Linked DNA regions of Mus musculus: region 1 is linked to region 2. Evidence: chromatin contacts called from public promoter capture Hi-C data. All regions are on one chromosome and are shown on one strand. Each heading gives the region's core, a stretch centred on a gene start, on an enhancer-like site or on the middle of the called end of the contact. The rest is flanking DNA. Distances are from core to core; before and after follow the strand shown.

Region 1 (2,700 bases), core at 13-2,512, 630 kb after region 2:
TTTCTTAAACATTATTTTAGCTTTGATAAAAATATACTAATAAGTGGGTAAAATATTTTCCTTCCACTTCCCCCAGAATAGTCCACAATGGAATTGTACCTGCTCAATCAATTCTACTGTTCTGGTTTGATTTTTTGTGACAGAGCCCTGGCTGTCCTGGACTCGTTTTGTAGACTAGGCTGGGCCTGAACCCACAAACATCTGCCTCTGCTTCTGCTGGGACTAATAGTGTGCACCACCATGACAGCTAGTGGTGGTTTTGTTGTTTGTTTTGGTGTATTGACAGGTTCTCTCTACATAGCTCTGGCTGTCCTAGAAATCATTATGGAGACTAGGATGGCCTGGAAGTCAGAGATCTGCCTGCCTCTGCCTTCTTAGAAATGGGATTAAAGGTGTGTACTACCATCACCACCACCACCCCCCAAAAAAGGTCAGGCAGTGGTGGCACATGCCTTTAATCCCAGCAGCACTTGGGAGGCAGAGGCAGGTGGATTTCTAAGTTTGCGGCCAGCCTGACTTACAGAGTGCATTCCAGGACAGCCGGGGCTACACAGAGAAACCCTGTCTCGAAACACCAAAAAAGGCATATACTACCATGCTAAACTCATTCCTTGAAAAAACAATTTTTTTAAATCATTGTTTTTAGTACCATCACTGAAAAGCTTGTAGTCAGAATCTGAGCCTCCCCACAACTTGAGTCACCACTTCTCTGAGATTCAGGACTGGAACTGAATCCATGGGGCCTGGGGGGGGGGGGGGGGGGCGAGGAGCAGGGGGAAAGGTGGTCAGAAACCAGTCCGTATTTTTTTTTTTTCTGAACCTGTCTCTTCTTAGAAAATACCTATCTTAATCAGCAATCTTGCAAGCAGAAACGTATGTTTGGTTTTTTTTCTCCAAAAGATCTAGAAGGATCTAGCCAGGACAACGGTTATTTGCAGCCTCTTCAAGAAGAACACGCACACCAAAAAAAAAAAAAAAAAAAAAAAGTACCTCAACCGCTTCGAAGCCCTCCCAATTTAAGCAGAAGTCTTGGCCCTGTCCTCCATGTGCTCTGGGCCAAGGCAGATTCCAGAAGAATCCCTCCCATGCAGGCCCATGTGCCCTACCTCTCGCCACAGCCCAGCCGGCTCCCCTCGGCGTCAACTCCCTGGAGACTTCGCCTCCCACCAAGGCGCCCCTCCTCGTCTGATTGGCTCGCCCAGGAGCGGCCGTCCAATGAGGATGACGTATTCCGGACGCGCGGAGGGAGGAAGGAAGCAGTCAGGAACCCTCGACGCCCGGAGCGCGAGGCTGGCAGCGCGCGGTGTTTAGCCTGGGCCGCGTGGCCTCAGACCTCGTCGTCATCACTCCCAGTGCATGTGGGTGCTGGAGACCCGCAGCGGCCCGAGGGCGCCAAGGAGAAACTACAGAACCCGTGTGGACGAAGCCAGCGGTGACCGCGAGGGCCAGCCCTGATTTCAGGCCTCCACTAGCGCCTTGCTCCATTCCCAGCACCCCTCGCGCCGAAGAGCCTTCTTCAAAGGAGTTGGGCCTGGGGGCCCCAGGCGTGTGGGGGTGACCTGCTTTGCAGGGCCTTCTGTGCCACCGTTTCGCCACTAACCCTCATTTTCTTGTTTCTGGAGTGGGAGGGGATCGCTGAGGTTGTGGGGGCAACCTCTGCTGCTTGTCGCAACCTTTCGGCTTGAGGCTGGACATTAGGAGGAGACCAGCAAGCAGACAAGAGGACCGGAGGAAAGTGAGGACAACAGGAACAAATTCTACTGCAGAACAATTTCAGGTTGGGTCTGAGGACACGGCTAAGGCCTTGATGCTTTGGAAATCCTTCCCTCACCCTTGCAACTGGGGCCTCGCTCCTCTACATTTCCAAGGGCGGGGATGAAAATTAGTAGTCTTTCCCATCCTCTTTCGTAGTATAAGGCCACACACAAGCCAGGCAAGACCTCTACCCAAGTTCTATTTTGAGAATGGAGGTCGCTAAATTGCCCATGCGGATCTGAAACATATAATACTCCTGCCTTGGCCTCCTGAATAATAGCTAAGATTGCAGACATAAGGACACCAGACCACCAAACCCAGCTGATGCTTTGCGTTCTTTTTTTGTTTTTGTTTTTTCAAGACAGTTTCTCTGTTTAGCCCTGGCTGTCCTGGAACTCAGGCTTGGCCTCGAACTCCGAAATCTGCCTGCCTCAGCCTCCCTAGTGCTGGGATTAAAGGCGTGCGCCACCACGCCCGACGCTTCGCCTTCTTAATTTACTTACTCGCTCTTTTCTTTCCTGATAGTTTTGACGTGAACTATTTGGACTCTTCAGTGCTACCTGACAGAAAACTACGTAACGGTACCGGAAAAAGAACGCACAGTTGTACGGTGAGTGGAGGTGGGGAAGTGGTCATGACACATACACACACACACACACACACACACACACACACACAAACTAGACGTGTAGGTCAGAATATTCATTTTATTTGGTGGAGAAGAGTCAACTGCTTACCTCTCCTCGCTCCACTGTTAGCCAGGCAGTTAACCAGGGACACAAAGTCCACAGTATTGCAAATTGATGAGGCCAGTCTGGCTCACTTTGGTCAGTCAACAACTCACTTTGCTCTTGTTTCTCTGCAAGACCTCCCACATCCTGTCTTGTCTCGATTGTGCACCCTCTGCTGGTTAGTGTAATAAGTGAAAGGGAAGTGCTTATGGCT
Region 2 (2,700 bases), core at 76-2,575:
ATTAATGATGTCTCTTGATTTGAAACTAGAGGCTCCACTTCTGATAAATCTATTCAAATTAAACCAAAGGAAAGGATATGAAGTGGAAGATTCAACCAAATAGATTTTCTTAGATTTTAAGAATATCTATAGGAATGTGTGTAATTCAATGTACTAAGCACATTCATTCTTTTTCACATCCATTAAGTCTTTAGTAAGCAATGTTTACATAACAATGTGTCACCCTTTTTGAATTCCAGGCATAGAAGTGCTCCAAACAAAACAAAACAAAACAAAACAAAACAAAACAAAACAAAACAAAACAAAACAAAACAAAAAACAAAACAAGATTGAGGTTGAGAGCTAGGGAGGTTGCTCAGTTGGTAAACGCTTCCTTCACAAGCATGAATCCTAAGTTTGGCTCTCCATCTAGCACCCACACAATGTCAGATATGAGAGTATGTGTCTGCAATCCTGCTCTTAGGGTTTGGAATGGAGGGAGCCACAAGGGTCAATGTAGCCCTCTGGTTAGTCAGCTTAGCTCTATCCATGAACAACAGGTCCAGTGAGAGACCTTATCTCAAAAAGTAAATCGGATAACAATCAAGGAATACACTTTATGTTGGCTTCCGGTCACCACGTGCACATGCACACACATGCATTTAGACCCCCCACAGAAGTGCACACACCCGCATAAGCACATATGTATAATGCAAACAAACACAATACTTTTGGAAAAAAATCACTCGTATCCTCCTCCCAGATCTCTGAATGCATAAATGTTCTGTAAAAGTAAGACTGATATTGGCGAGCAAAGTGAATGTAATCAAGGATCTGTGAGCAAAGCTGTGCTGTTAAAGTAGACTTTTCTTCGATCAAGTTCTTCCTATTTTAATAGCAGCCATCAAGCAGGTTAGGCAGTTATTATGGAAAAGGAAGAGAAGTCAAAAGAAGTAGCATTTGTTGAACAGTTATGAGGGGCCAGGCTCTTTCAGACACTTTATCCTATTTTCTCCATAGCATAATCCACAGAGAGAAAAAAATTGCACGAGAATATTTAAGTACCCAAGTTAGGGTTTATTAAATCAGAATAAATCTTTCATTTTCTAATGCCAATTCTCATGAAAATTTTCTTACCAAACTGAGTTTTCTTTCACAGTCTGTCCTTCTACTCATGTCAGTGTGAGAGAAATAGTAATCATGAAGAATAGCAGCTGTTAAAATGTCATGTGAGTCAAAATTTGTGGAGGGACTTTCTCTACCGATGTCTTAGGAGAAAGCTGCTGAGGATGCACGTCACTGACCAAGTGTTGGACTTGCTGGCTACAAAGAGCTGCTGGCAGAACAACTAATTTCACAATGCCGTGATGAGATAATCCAGTGCTGTGCACTAATTGGCATCAGCTTAGCTCCTAGGGGGATGGCGAAGCTGAATAGTTAGTATGCATCTTATGACAACAAAATAACTGATCTAGTGACTGAGAACAAGACTACCCCAGCACAGATGGTTTAGTACACATTGGTGACTAGACTGATCCCAGATGAATGTTCTTAGAAACTCTTAAATAAGAGGTACACATGGGAGCTACCCAGTTTTAGGTTGATGTGGAGATTTTAAGATCTTAATAGAGCGACGCTTTAGTAAATAACTAATAAAGAATGAAGTTAATTTACACAAAATTTAAAGTCCCCTCTAGTGCAGATTAAAATGCTAAGAAAATCATTACCAAGCATAAAGAGATTTCACTCTTCTTCTTTTTTAATTATAATTAATTGTACAAATTAATGGAAGTCACTGTGACTTTGGTGTGTGTGTGTGTGTGTCTGTGTGTATGTGTGTGCATCTAGAGATCAGATGGTTTTCATCACTTCACTTTGCCCTCCTCTGAGGTCCTGTCCTTTTCCCTAGATTTTTGTCCTCTCTTTTCTCACCTTTCTGTATTTCTCTGTGTCTCTCTGTTAGCCTATTTCTCTTCTTTCTTCTCTTCTCCACACATGAAAGAAACATGAGTAATTTCTTTGTTGGATAACTTTGCTACTTGTTACAGACTCCAGCTGCACACAATTTTTCTTCAAGTGAGGTAATTCTGCTTTTACAGCTAATAAAGAGACTATGGTGCAACATACATTTATTTTGTATCATTCATCTCTTGGTGTGTGTCCCTATTGATTAGGCATTGTGAATATTGTGACTAGTGCTGACTAGATAAACTCTTTTTTCAACAAAGAATGTATGGTTTCAAAGCAAATTTGCCGAGGACCCGCTTTATGCCAGTTAATGTGGTGTTGGGGTATTAATTCAATACAACACCTTTAGTATACATTTCTGTCTATATTTCATGAACTAGAAAATTAACTATCAACTAGAAGCCATAAAGCTAATCGTAGATGAGCTCAGGTCTAACTGGGTCTGAGATCTGAGAATTTTTCTTTACATCATTAGGGAGATCTTCAGCTCACTAGCCCTGGGCCAAGCCTGCTTCTGCAAGCTCACCCATGACGACTCATCACTTGTGAACTGTATTTGGACAGAATGAAGTGGGCAGGGTCCCTATTCTTTGAAGACCATGCACTTAAGTGCTGTTCTCTTTACTTCCACTTTAAACGACTTGCCTGATAATTTGGTCTGGACCAACTTCTATTTCTTTTAACTTTGAAAAAATGTATACACGTTGAAACTCAGAAAGCCCAGAGATCTCAACTTTCATACTCAAGACCGTT

Evidence for each region. Promoter capture Hi-C pulls out the DNA fragments that hold promoters and counts their contacts.
Region 1: a promoter capture Hi-C map of hippocampal neurons shows a contact between it and region 2, with 4 times the contacts expected there. The contact joins the promoter of Btbd18 here to the enhancer-like site in region 2. A contact is called at or near these places in 5 of 39 promoter capture datasets (the 3T3-L1 cell line, the HPC-7 cell line, cranial neural crest and 2 more), 3 of 484 Hi-C or Micro-C datasets (the HPC-7 cell line and cortical neurons), 3 of 115 datasets of contacts at active chromatin or transcription factors (bone marrow-derived macrophages and pro-B cells) and 2 of 9 other capture datasets (adipose tissue and macrophages).

Annotation. Positions count from the first base shown.
Region 1 is chr2:84,657,817-84,660,516 of GRCm38.p6, forward strand. It overlaps Btbd18 (BTB (POZ) domain containing 18), which reads left to right and starts at 1,263. Exons shown (of 5, transcript NM_001145100.1): 1 at 1,263-1,777; 2 at 2,281-2,365. It also overlaps a transcript of Ctnnd1 not described here.
Region 2 is chr2:84,024,091-84,026,790 of GRCm38.p6, forward strand. No RefSeq gene overlaps it. Among named protein-coding and RNA genes, the nearest start is that of Zswim2, 84 kb to the left of the region's middle. Within about 2 kb of position 1,326, at least 18 of the 459 cell types and tissues checked have an H3K27ac peak or open chromatin away from gene starts, as enhancers often do. A contact at or near this core is called in adipose tissue and hippocampal neurons, where this site is marked.